2 separate regions of the Hordeum vulgare genome follow, and region 2 is linked to region 1. The links are chromatin contacts, called in public Hi-C maps. All regions are on one chromosome and are shown on one strand. The core of a region is the stretch at or near the end of the contact, and the rest is flanking DNA. Distances in the headings are between cores, read along the strand shown. Region 1 overlaps LOC123445048 (SUPPRESSOR OF ABI3-5). Region 2 holds the start of LOC123445049 (CMP-sialic acid transporter 3).

The links. A called contact is a pair of places that touch in the nucleus more often than the background predicts.
Region 2: a Hi-C map of leaf shows a contact between it and region 1, with 2.2 times the contacts expected there. The contact joins the promoter of LOC123445049 here to the enhancer-like site in region 1. A contact is called at or near these places in 3 of 6 Hi-C or Micro-C datasets (leaf and seedling).

What each region holds. Positions count from the first base shown.
Region 1 is chr3H:559,098,189-559,104,746 of MorexV3_pseudomolecules_assembly, reverse strand. It overlaps LOC123445048 (SUPPRESSOR OF ABI3-5), which reads right to left. Exons shown (of 17, transcript XM_045121966.1): 13 at 6,328-6,498; 14 at 5,711-5,879; 15 at 4,670-5,584; 16 at 4,106-4,296; 17 at 3,086-3,529. The coding sequence ends at 3,350. Among protein-coding and RNA genes, the nearest start is that of LOC123445048, 9.1 kb to the right of the region's middle. Within about 2 kb of position 2,431, at least 3 of the 3 cell types and tissues checked have open chromatin away from gene starts, as enhancers often do. A contact at or near this core is called in leaf and seedling, where this site is marked.
Region 2 is chr3H:559,141,497-559,148,740 of MorexV3_pseudomolecules_assembly, reverse strand. LOC123445049 (CMP-sialic acid transporter 3) reads left to right here and starts at 1,631. Exons shown (of 15, transcript XM_045121973.1): 1 at 1,631-2,119; 2 at 2,792-2,908; 3 at 3,183-3,239; 4 at 3,524-3,601; 5 at 3,770-3,814; 6 at 4,097-4,156; 7 at 4,443-4,565; 8 at 5,066-5,143; 9 at 5,286-5,355; 10 at 5,510-5,617; 11 at 5,954-6,087; 12 at 6,170-6,240; 13 at 6,416-6,461; 14 at 6,534-6,597; 1 more. The coding sequence starts at 1,958. The coding sequence ends at 6,584.

The DNA of each region.
Region 1 (6,558 bases), core at 1,182-3,681:
CATTGATGGCGACGGTTCTTGATGGCATGGCGCCTTGGAGATTAGGCGTCCGATGTGCGATGATGGACTCGCGCAGGAGGGTGATGATGTCTGACGTCGTGGTGGCGTCGGCGACAGCTAGACCGGGCAAGGTTGATGCATCAGTACAGCTATGAAAATGGATTGGTAGCAGGTGGCGACGGCGGCGGCGGCCTATGAGTGTGCGCCAGACCGACGGGTGCCCCATAACCGGTAGGTGGCTTGGTTGGGCCTGAGATCTTACATGTTAGGTTTGGCTACGATAATTGTTTGGTATTAGACTCAGACTATCTGCATCCCTTCATCAAATGAATAGAAGTAATGATAGATGTTGTCTAAACGGTGGCTTCAGTCTTACTACTGTATTACTTTGTAAAGTCTTTTGTGTATTATTAATAAAGTGATTGCATGCATCGTCGAGATGCAGAGGACAGGAGTCTTCCTCCTTTTCTTAAAAGAAAACTTTATAAAATGGCTTGAAACAAAATTTAAGGGATCTATCATGTGAGGAGAAAGCATCGAATATCTATTCTAGAAGGTCCACGATCACAAAACAAGCGAAGGTCAACTCTCGGCAGGGCTCACTTCTTTCATTTGAAGTAACATATCTATCCATTTTCATCTCTACTGTAGTTGTTTATTCACGAGCATCACAACATGTCAACGTACTAGTGGTCCCACTCCTAGGTGATTAGTAGATACCACCATCATTTTTTAGACAGGCTCGGACGGCTTTGAGATGCATTGTACTACCCACGATAGAGTAGGCATCTTGTGCATTGTCGCTCCCAGCGTTGGTACCAGACCGGAACCTCCGACCATCCGAACAAACGGTTGCCGTCGGGTTGCCCTCGCGACGGCGCCGGCTGATCCATCTCTTCACTCGCCGTCCCCACCCCCAGCGGCAGCTCGCGTGACATGCTACAAGACCTAGAGCCAGCGAGCCCGGCAAGGAACATTTTTTTTTCACCTCCGAAAACCAATCATCTTTGGTAATTCGATTGCATCGCGATTTTGTATCTCATCTCTTCTGAACAGCTGAACGTGTGTTGGCGCTGATTTTCCTGGGTGCAAAAGCTCACACGTTGAAAAACATTATCTGTCTGAGCTGAGCTGAGCTGAGCTGATCATCGATTGATTGTACGTGGACACGACGCGCGGGTCCGTCGGGTCGGTTAAACTAATAAACCGATCGATCATAACGCATGCAGGCCCAGGCACATCCAACTCCAGATTCATTGATTGTGTCTGTGTGTGGTCACAAATGTAGTTGTGCCACAGCACTACACTGTGACAGAGATAAATAGGGCTGTACGTATACGTAGTACTACGCCGGTCCAAGTTATCTTGGCAGTAAACATTTCTCGCATAACCTGTGTTGGCACCTCGGCAGGTACATCAGGAGTGGTACTCTACTAACATTGCTGCATCTGGCTTTGTCTAACTGAAGTGCGGTGCTCCTATTACTGACAAGATCACCAGAGGTGCTACTCTACTCTGGAGTACTCACTCATCATGCATTGCTGCACCTGGATTTGTCTAGCTATAAAACTGCAGTGCTCCTATTACTGACAAGATCACACACTGTCTTTGTTCTTGTTCTTGTGCACTCACGGTTTAGGATGACAGTGTGACAGTAATCTGGTACTATTTCCATATTCACAGGGACGGACGGACGGACGCCTAGGAGAGGTGAAAAAAGAGACAAACAATCATCAATCAAGAAAGAAAAAGAGGACGGACAGCGGAAAGCGACGCGAGATTCCCGGCTCCGATCCACGCCGGGGGAATGCAATTCTTGTCCTGTCGCTGATTACTCCTCGATGGCGCCGAGCTCGATCTTGCCGCCCTCGCTCTCCGGGATCGCCACCAGCACCGGCCGCCAGCTACGCCGCATCAGGAGGCTCCGCAGCCCGCCGCCGGCGGCCCGGAACCTCCTCCCGCCGCCGCCGCCGGCCGTCCCCGACGCGCCGCCGGAGCCAGCGGGCCCTGCTTCGTCGTCGTCGTCGCTGTCGGCGTCGCAGCTGCATCCGCGGCGGGTGCGCCCCGCCTCCGGCGACGCGACGAACAGATCCCTCAGCGTGCGGCTCCCGCGGCCCACCAGCGGCTTCTTGTCCTCCTCCCGGCGCCCCGCGGGCTCCGGCAGCCCGCCGCCGACGCGGCGGCAGAGGAAGCGGCGCAGGCGCGACCCGCGGCGGCGCCGGAGGCGGTACCCGGGGCTGGTGGCGTAGGACGGCGCGGGGCTGCGCGAAGGGCTGGGCGCCCCCGCCGCGCACCGCGTCGCCAGCAGCTTGAACCGCTGTGGCAGCGTCGCCATGCGGCCTGCGTCTCTCTCTCTCTCTCTCTCTCTACTCCACTCTCAGTGGGTACCCTGTGATTTGGATCGGGCACTTCTGTACTGAACGAGTCAGAGAGAAAAAAAGAACAGAGGGCAAACTCGTCCAGAGTGTATGACGGGTGAGCCCAGACATGGAGATATATAAGGTCCTCGTTCTGTGCCATTTTGTCCAACAGTCAGTCAAACATGTTGTCATCTTATACCAAGCAAAAAAACAAGGTGTGCCACCGAATCAAAATCCCAGGAAATATGGCCATTCTATCAAAATAATCGTCTTGGAATAAGAGGTTAGCTCTGAAAGTTTCCACGATCTTGGCCGTCGTACACTGACGATCTGAGATAGACAACCGCTATAAAAAAAATGTGGTTGACAAGAATCCTTTTCGTTTTTATTTGTCTCGTGTTACTTACGTTCCCGTGAGTTTCTTGTTCTATTTTTTGCTTGACATAGGTTCCCAAGGGAAACAGAACACAAAACTGGACTATCTGTGACGATTTCTACTTGCAGGTAAATTTCCACTAGCATGCAGCATACTCCCTCAGTTCCTAAATATAAGTCTTTTTAAAGGTTGCACTAAAAGACTAGATTTATATAAACATACTTTAGAGTGTGGATTCACTCATTTTGCTTCGTATGTAATTCATTAGTGAAAACTCTAAAAAAGACTTGTATTTAAGAACAGAGGGAGTACTTTTGACTAGTGCAAGCAATCATTTCCGGCTAACAGGTAAATTGCAACACCAGGTTTTAACTCCATTCAACAAAGCATGGGGTTTTCAGTATCACACCATTGAATTCAAGTAGGCAAGAAAAAGAAAACAGGTACAGAGATAGTTTGAATTACTTGGTGCTTGAATTACACCAAGAAATATGGAGCTAGCAAGACAAAAGGGAAATTTAACGGTACAAATGCAAGCCTTGGGGGTCTTAACATTAACACCGATGAAACGAGTAGCAGAACTAATTATACATGATGAAATAAAGAGAAGTACTTAGGACATCTCCCTGAATCTTGCAATTGCCTTCTTCTGGATTATGGTTTTATAGCTGTCGCCGGCTCGGGCCTCCAGCGATGGATCGGCTCTCTTCTGCTGACTACCAAGGCCAGCTCTCACATCGCCAGGCTTGGCCTGCACCGGCTCCTTGATGCCACTACCATCCTTTCCAAGACCCTGGGTATTTTGCAAAATAGTTGCAAGGGAAAAAAATACCAATACATGCTCATGTCAGAAGGAATGTTCAAGACACCCAGCTTCCATTCTGTAGGAAATATTGGCAAACTGATCCATCTGCAGTCGGATTAACTTTGTGTGCCTAACACAGTTTATGCCCATTCAAAGTTTTTTAAAGCTAGAAAATCAATTATAGTTTATAATTACTAAAAGTAAATTTAGCATTTTTTTTATTAAACAGAAGATGTGAAGGAATAATATTACTAGCTCAGTCAAGAGTGAAAACCTAAACTGACAAGTGACTGCCCACAGAAACCCAAACAAGCAATTATTATTAAAGAAAAATGTTACAAGGATTGAGAAAAATATTCAACGTATTAAGATAAGGCCATACATAGTTTATTTCAAAAGAGCAACAGCAGAATGGTTCTCGAAAATATAGAAAACAGAAAAGGCAAAAAAAATTATGTAGGCACTACAAACATGTGATCAGATGCAGGCAACAGTTAATGCTAATAAGGAAAATTGCGGCTAATCCATCTAAGGGGCTAAAAGCTGAGAAATACGTAAACATACCAGTCCTTCTTGCCAGCCCATGTTGCGCAGAATACGATTGCCCACATTGTTTTCGTCTATTGCTCTGTCAGCAGTGATCACCTCATAATTTTCAGTGTTGTCAATTTCACCAACGGAACGTTCACCCACCCCTGGAGGAAATGGCATTGATCCCATCTCACTTGAACCCTTTCGAGACGAATATTCACCAGCTTAACAAGGAATTTCCAGAATATTAATACAGATCTTGAACAAGCAAGACTGAAAACATCGGCCCTATAATGCATAATTGCATAGGATCAAGAAACAGAGTCCATCCACACCATGTTCGGCCTAATAATACAAGGCTGGATATACTGTCAGCACTCAGCAGAACACAGAAATGATAGTTGCAAAATGTAACAGAGTAAGGACATTATTTTCTCCGTGACATATTGTGCTCTAGAAAGTAGAAACGGGTCTAGGAAAGAAGAAACATTATTTTGTCCATGACATATTGTGCTCCAGAAAGTAGAAACGAGTCTAGGAAAGAAGAAACAACTGTACAATTTGCCATGGTGAGAAGTAAAGGAAGTGCATTCTTACTTGTATCCAGTCCATCATTGGCAAGTGATGAAGATGATCCGTATAGACTTCGTCTTTCTGCAGCCCGATCTCTGTACTGTGATTGTCCTGGTGCCTCAGAGAACCGACGCTTAGCACTCCCGGAAACTCCAGGTGAAGCATATGATCCTAGAGAGGATAAATCTGTTTTGAAGGGTGTGGAAGCAGTGTGTGTCTCAGTGTTCGTCATTAACCCACTTGTGCTTGGGGTTATATCAGAAGAATTACTGCCACCAGCATCAGATGATGCATGAAATGTGCTGACTGCTCCTCTACCAGAACCTCTTATGACACCCATAACGGTAGTTCCTAAGCTATTACTGACAGGTCTAGGTTTTATGTCAGAATCCAGTGTTTGAGAGCCTCCAGTTTCTCGGCCAAGAGAATTATATCCAGCAACCAAGTTCATATCCTTAGAATTTCCAAAATCGGACTTAGGCTTGGCCTTCAATGAGAATCCAATTCCACTGGTTGAATTGTTTAATTTGTCAACAACGGATCTGGATGGTTCCTTATCATCAAGGGCAACATGTGAACCCTGGCCTTCTTTATTCCTTTGCTTCCACATTGCTAGGACATTATTCATCTTCTTCTTATTGGCTAAGAGATTAGTTTTCGAGGCCAACTTTATCTCCTTTGCTTTCTCTTTTTCTTTCTTTTCAGCAGCCAACGCTGCATTCGCCGCAGCTTGAACAGCTTCAGGCAATGAAGGTTTCTCACTTTGTTTAATCGTGGCTGCAGGTGCAGAAATCACCACTTTCTTACTGCCATTACTTTGACTTTCATTGGCCATGTCTCCAGTTGCCTTAGTGTTGTTGCTTTCGTTACATGGAAGATACTGTTGACTTTTCTGATCATACGAATACCAAACTCCAACATTACTGTCATAGTAAAGACCTGAAATACGAACAATTTAACAAATTTAGTCATAAACATCTCCAAAGGCAAGGGCTGTGCAGCAGAACTGTTTCAGCTGCACGGATAAGGTTTCAGACTACAACAACAGTATACTTGCGTACTTACCAGTATTTCCATCATAATAGAACCCAGAAGAAGAATCGAAGTAATAGCCCGATTTCTCATCCCAAACAAATCCGGACTGTGGAGCAGAATCATTTTTCTGTGATTCTGAATTACCATCTACATTGTCCTCAGCATTGTACTCTTTTGGCGCCCAACCCACAGCATCATACTGATCGAAAAGGTAAATAAGAGTAAATAACGGGACCATGTATAAATGCCCCAAAACAAATAGATGCAATTCTAGAATGTGTAGAATACGTTTTAGAATTATATGTACACAAAATGAAACAGCTAAGTGTCTGTATTTCAGATTATGTCAGTGACCAAGACAATGCCTGTATTTGAAATGAAGATAGTACATGAAAGCATGACGAACTCTTAATTAACTACAGTAAAACAAAGCTGTAAGGTAGTATGGCTCATCAATTTCACAAATGATGTACTCCCTCCTTTCTTAAATATAAGACCTTTTAGATATTGTACTATAAACTACATACAGATGTACATAGACATATTTTAGAATATAGATTCATTCATTTTGCTCCGTATGTAGTCTTTTAGTGAAATCCCTAAAAGGTCTTATATTTTGGAACGGAGGGAGTATTACTATAACAGACCTGCTGGGCAAATGATGCAGCCTCGATGGCTGCTGCGGCAAGACTGTTTGACTGTGAAGCCCCTGATGCAGGTCCATGTGTGCTTTTAGCATAGGCTACGCGTAACACATGACCATTTTTCTCATGTCTAATCCCATTTGTAGCTTCAAGAGCTTTTGTAGCATCTTCAACCTAGCACGGATGGATGTATAGTGACTGTCAACAATTTACACCAGATACAACCTACTCCTA
Region 2 (7,244 bases), core at 382-2,881, 45 kb before region 1:
CGGTCTTAGATGCCAATGGAAGATGAGGCCATCACAGGCTGACACAAGGTAAGTGATGACTACAAAACATGTGGGCTAACCCATGGAAACCACGGTGCCAGGGCCAGCCTACAGGCATCTGTCGCCTTCGCGTCCCCCCTCCTCCTTGCCGCCTCTTTGAGATATGCCTTCTCTACGGTGTCGTCTTCTCACCAACCAACCACCTCGATGAGCCTTTCTCCTGCAACTATATTGTCACCTTCGTTCCAGACATCACCACTAGCCTCGTCTCACTGCCCACCGATTGCAAGGCTGTAGCCGATTACATTTTAACAAATAAACCCCTAACAATGCTATATTTGATAAACAACACACATATTTTCCATCAATAACGACGCGATGGACCTTCAATCATGAGGGCTCCACCGCTCTAGTTTTAAAAGCATGCGCCGACTGAGCGAGTGCGTGTGCCATGGTGCGCCCGTCGACACCTACACCGCTCCACCGTTTTGCAAGGAACTCAGAAATTAAGTTTGAAAGGCGCACATTTCGTTCAAAACATTTCGGAATACAATTTTTTTGAGAACTTTTTGAAATAGAAGATGGCAGTGCCTGCTGGAGTATTTCTGCTGCCAAAGGAGCCCCCATGTGGACCAAACCGATCTTCCACTTGGCTCCGTGTCGGTGCCAGCCCTGCTGCTGCTGCAGACGCGGCACACGTGGCGCCTGCACGGGCCCCAACGGCCAGGATGCTCCCATGTGCAGGCTTGACTCCGGATAGCGATTAGCCCAAGCCCCTCCTCGTAGCCCGCAACCAATTAATCAATTTTATTTATCGCCCCGTCTAACGGTTCGGCGCGGCCGCACCTGCGTGCGCGACCTGAAGTTCCCGAAACGCCCCCTGCCCTCTTCGAACTCGCCATCGTCCGACAGGGCCGGAGGACGGGGGCAGTCTCGGAACACCGGCTCGCGTGTGCGCGTCTGGGCAGCCTCCACTTTGTCGGTCTGCGTAATCCGCCAGGCAGAAAACGGACGGTGCCGAGTTTCAGTTTGGCCCCTGCACTCTCCTGCATGCTCGAGCTGGAGTGCCATTTTTTACTGGGTATTTTGAAGGTGGTGGAAACAACCATGTTTTTCTTTTAGGGTTGGAGAAGCAACCATGTTGACGCGAACCGGTGCCGGTGAAGGGGATTGGACGTTGAATCTGGACGCTATTTGGTGCACACCTGCATTGCATTATGGGACTAGAAGGAACAAATTGTTTCCCTAGAAGAAGGAACACAAATTAATGGCACGAAAGGCGTAGGCTGTCTAAACATGGCATGCATTAATGGGGTAATAGTTTCATGCCATTCTTATGCTTGAGCATATCGGGTAATCCCTATTATGATGGACCAAAGTTAGCCCCTCGGTTTCACCAGGTTTTTCACATTCGTCCACGGGGGCACCAAAGACCCTCTTTCATAACAAGAAGAATCAGCCGTGGTTCACGTACGTTTTTAGAAATATTTGGGCCGTGTTTGGTAGTAGTATGACGGAGTATACTGTATATAGGAGGGACCTCATACGGAAACAGGTAGACGCCAGGGGCTTACATGGAAAGATAAAACCTCGCAGAAAAGCCCTTTCCCCTTTCGTTCTCGATGGGATATTCCCACGGAATTTATATTTCCGCTCCTCTCCTCTCCTCTCCTCTCCTCTGACCTCTCCCTCTCCTCCGCTCCTCATTGCCCCCCTCGCCCGCCCGCGCCTTCCAGAAGCTTCGCATCGCGATCGCCTCGGCCGCCGCGAGCTCCCGTCCCATGGTGGGCGCGCCCGCCGCCGGATAGGGCTGCCGCCTCCCCCCGGTTCGTCCCGGCCCGGCCCGCAATTCCCCGCGATTTCTCGGGCGATTCCCCCGGAACCCTCCGCCATTTTGTCGGCGCTGCTCCCCCGAACCGCACGCAGGGTTTTGGCGAGGCTTTTTTCGGCGGAGGGGATGAGCGGCGAGGTGGAATGCAGCGTGTGCCACGCCAAGGTGGCCGTGCCGGCGGCGGCCGTGTCCAAGGCCTACGACAGCCACCGGAGCACCGTCTCGTCGCGGCAGCGCGCGCTCAACGTCCTCCTCGTCTCCGGCGACTGCGTCCTTGCCGGCCTCCAGGTCACGCCTGCTTCCTTCTCTGCATTCTGCTCTGCTCGGTTTGATCAATGTGTCTGGTCGGTCTCCAATTCGCTAAGTGTCATACTGTCATGTAACGACTGAACCGTCAGGCCTGTGCTGCGGTAGGATTGAGTGGTTTTGGGGTCAACAACTCGCTGTTTTGTGCGTATGGCTAGCTACAGTACAGGCCGGTGCTAGTTTTTCAGTATGGAGTTTCCTGAGCTCTGTTTTTCAGTGTCAGTTTTATTTTACTCCCTCTGTAAAGAAATATAAGAGTGTTTAGATCACTCTTATATTTCTTTACAGAGGGAGTACTGGAGTAACCAGACGGTGCCCAGTGTTGGAGAATGGGGTCATTAATACTCGATGAGAAAGTAGTGATTTTTTTGGACCGCTTACTTGGGTGCTCTCCACTGTATATTGATGTCAGCATTTGCCTAGAAACACGCACCAGCTGCCTGTAGAAGAACCGATGTCTGCTTACTATCTAGACCCTTCTATAATTTGCATCGCTGATACCTAAATTTGTTATAGGATTGAGTACTAGAGTAATGGTGTTAAAAAATTATGTGGCCAACTGAGCATGTTCATCCAGGTTTTCATTAACTTTTTGGCATTTCATGTTGCACATTCTCATGTCTGTTGACACATTTCTACCTCCTTTTTCTGTAGCCGATATTGGTATACATGTGTAAAGTGGATGGAAAATTCAAATTTAGCCCAGTCAGTGTGAACTTCTTGACAGAGATTACAAAAGTTATCTTTGCCATCATCATGCTGTTCTTCCAGGTATGTGGAATCATCTGTTTTAATCCGTTGCTTTCATATGATGTGTCTTTATGTCCATATTCTTTAGTTTCACTATTATCGAGATCTGAAAATAATTTAATTTCTGTGAGGTTAGGTGTTCTGTTTGTTCACTTGAGTATGCTGCCAAGTGGACTGAATGAACATTCTGTATAATATTCTCACGTTTTAATTGTAACATTGATCAGAGAAGACTTCCTCTCGTAGCGATTTCTGTGACTGACTCCCTTATCATGTTTGGTTTTACCTCATGCAGGCTAGGCGTGTAAAGGTGGGAGAGAAGCCACTTCTCACAGTTTCAACATTTGTGCAGGTGAGTAGCTATGCAACATCTGGTCAATTCCTGGCCTGATTTCAATTGAAAAACCCCGCTTGATGGATATGCATGCTATCTTGTTTGAAGAGAACATGTGGTTGTGTATCCTCATTACCTGGCCATATACTGTCAAATTGCTACACGATAGCACAACTTAACTGACGGCTAATCATTTATTACTTTCTACTATCCATCAGTCTACCTTTATTTTTGTCGTGAAGGCAAAAATAGCGGAAATTTAGTGATCTAATATGTGATGCTAATTGTTTACCATTTGACAGGCTGCCCGCAACAATGTTCTTCTCGCGGTACCTGCTTTTCTGTATGCTATCAACAATTATTTGAAGTTTATAATGCAGGTAAAAAATTGATCAGCACCTCAGAAATTAGACTTGGCATAGTAACCTTTTCTTACTCTCTCTTTTCTGTTAAAAAAGCAAAATAGCGGAGCCCAACATTTATATTGGTGTAACTTGAATATGGTACAAATTTTCTAACCAACAGAATTGATCCTCTGTGTTATGCAGCTATACTTTAATCCCGCGACAGTGAAAATGCTGGGTAATCTCAAGGTATTGTAGTTTCCTTCTTTACATGCTAGATGTCTGAGTCTTGGTAGTTGCATAATCTCAATGTTGGTCCGTGCGTGCATGGGCTACACATGCACATTTGGACGGGCACACATTCTTTCGTTGATGATACATAACCTCCTTTTTTTTAGTTGGATGACCTCCTAGTAATCTCAGTTTTGGAATATGCCTTTCAACCATTAACGTTCATTTGGGGCCTGGCTGCATCTGGCGTACACTTTTGTGTTCTGTGATCATAAGTATGTATTATATCGATGCTTGTAGGTTCTGATAATCGCTGTGCTCCTAAAGGTGTTACTGAGGAGGCGCTTTTCCACAATTCAGGTAAGTTTTCTCTTAATTGTCATTAGTCATGTAATCTGAATTTGGACATGTTTGTGTTTCAGTATTTATAAGCATGAGTGGTCCGGGTTTAAGTCATATTTTTATTGGTGCAAGTTAAAAGAAAATTGATCACTTATATATATATATATATATATATATATATATATATATATATATATATATATATGTATGTGTGTGTGTGTGTGTGTGTCCAAATGTAATGCTATACTTATTTTGCGATGCCATGAACTTGTGTAATTGACATCATCCTGTTTTTTATTGACAGTGGGAAGCCCTTGCTCTGTTGTTAATTGGAATATCTGTTAATCAGCTGAAATCACTGCCTGAAGGTTCTACTGCACTTGGTCTTCCTGTTGCAGCTGGGGCCTACATGTACACACTATTTTTTGTAAGTTTTGACTTTTGTCTTAGTTTTTAATTGATTTATCTCATATTTCCTCTCAAATAATTTGTGCCTGAGTAGCCTGCCCATGAAATTTGGGAGGCTAGCAGAACTATCATTTATGTAATAGTTGTATAGGCCCTGCTTCTTAGCTGTAGCTAATCAGAAATGTTGTAGTTTTTTGTCTAGTTGGTACAGTGCTTGGGGTTGGGGCATGCTATTTCTTGCTTTTAACCGTATTTCTTGATATTATGGTTTAGCTTTTGGTTACCTGCAACTTCAGCATCTACTTAATATGATCCAGAACTTGTAATCTTTCAGTGGAAAAAATAATAGGATGTGCAAGCACTCTGAAATAGAATTTACAAATTCATCTGCTTCACATGGGGACAATATGGAGCTTTCCTTTTTCATTTGAACGTATTAACAAAGTATTCAAAGTAATTTTTAAGAGAGCAGAATTAATGTGACATGTGACATTGCATACTAATTTCGTGCGCAATCAGATAACAGTTCCTGCATTGGCTTCAGTTTACAATGAAAAGGCTCTGAAAAGCCAGTTCGATACCAGCATATATCTTCAGGTATGACCATATCCTTGTGTACTCTTCTATGGCTATTTCAGTCTGGCACTATTTGCTACCCAATTACAATGTCCTAAGTATATTAATGCATTTGTTTTATTTCTCTAAAAGCTACTTCTCATCATGTTTTTCATCTTTACAGAACTTATTTCTGTATGGATATGGTGCAATATTTAATTTCCTTGGGCTTGTGATCACTGCCCTCATCCAAGGTAACTTTTTGGAGTATATATCTCATGATAACCAATGTAACTTTTGTGTTCTTTTCTTTTGTCATGTGTTGTGTTGCCAAAACAGTTTGCTCTGTGGATACAAATTGGTGTTATGTTTACTTGCTATAAGACATTGGTTGTGTAAAATTTACAGGGCCTCGTAGCTTTCACATTCTGGAAGGGCATTCAAAGGCCACCATGTTTCTTATTTGCAACAATGCTGCACAAGGCATACTATCATCATTTTTCTTCAAATATGCAGGTATGTTACCAGCAAACTTCCCTAGCAATTCTTTGACATGCTCTTGAAATGTACCACATTTCTTCAGTATCCTTGAAGACTTCTTATTCTATTTGCATTGCATGTACACACCAAAACTTGCAGTGATGTGCAAGAGCATCTAAGTAATCGAAGTTTTGCTTAAAATCGGAGTAACAAAACACATTGAACATGAGTACTGATTATTCAGTCCTAAGCCGTGAGAGCATACATATATACATGCATATTCTAATTCTATGATGTGCAATTTGGTTGCTGTATGTTAGTTTGTGGATAGTGAAATGTGGTGAGATTCAAGCATATTAATGATGAATGCAGATACAATTTTGAAGAAGTACTCATCCACAATCGCCACAATCTTTACTGGGATAGCGTCTGCTATACTGTTCGGTCATACTCTGACTATAAATTTTGTTCTTGGAATATCGATAGTAATTATATCTATGCATCAGGTAACATGCCTTCCCTTCTTTGTTGATTCAATCATTGAAGTTACTTGTACCCTTACATGTTTCTGGTGGGTTTTTGTTGCAGTATCTCGCAAACCAAATTAAGGATCAAGTGCCAAGCAGCAAAATTGAGATGTCTGATGCTGAGGATGACAGGTTAGTCATGTTTTGTACTCGACTAGTTGATACTTGGTGCACCCAAATTGTTCTGAAGTTTCGTCCTGCGATCCGCCTTCAGAAGAAATTAATTGATTTCTACTGTAGCCAATGAAAACTTGATGCACTTCATTAGTACTAATATGTGTGTTTTGATGGATGCCTTGTCCAGCAGATTAGAGGAATCTGTAATTGTCAAAGTTGACACGGTGGCAAGTGAGGTAACTATATACTTTCAAGGCGCTGTTTTTGTCAATTTGCAAGTGTGACAGACATCCCATATGTGCATTCAGGCTAAACACCGCCATGGATCTGATGAGAGGCAGCCACTTCTTCCCGTCTGATGACGTCTCGGAGGTATTTCTCTTATTTTTTCTGAATGGTCATAATTGACATATGGCCTTTTTGCTTTCCACCATGTAGCCATGTGCATCTTATCAGTGAATTCATCCTGTCTAACGGTCTGTCTTCTTTTCCTTCTGCGAGGAAGTAGGAATGTGTATCAGACAATTTCAGTTCCTCTGATCCATATGTATATCCGAGCTCTTCCCGTCGACAGGGAGACGAGCAGCATAGATGTTGCCGACACAGCTTCTGCAACTGAGCATTGGATGATTTATAGCCCTATAGCCTTTTGACCTAATGTTCGTGAGGCTGCACTATAGCGATGATGTTTAGAGTGCTATTACAGAATTGATTGTTGAGTGGCTCGGTTGTGAACTTGCTGAGATACTTTAGAAGGGAACCAATGCCATGATCTTGTTGTCGTGAAACTGATGTGATGGATGAGGGAATAAATATATTCAGCATTTCAGCCCATATTCTCTTTTTTTAGTCCCTTTTTTGTTGCCTAACGTGGCGCACTGCCCACGTTCCAAAATACTTATCCGCGGAACCTGAATTTGTGTAGATAGAGAGATGGTTTGATATGCATAAATGGCTGGCTACAGGGACGACATGGTGTGTGTTTAGTTGTCGATCTACTTTTGCCTGTATTGCATCTT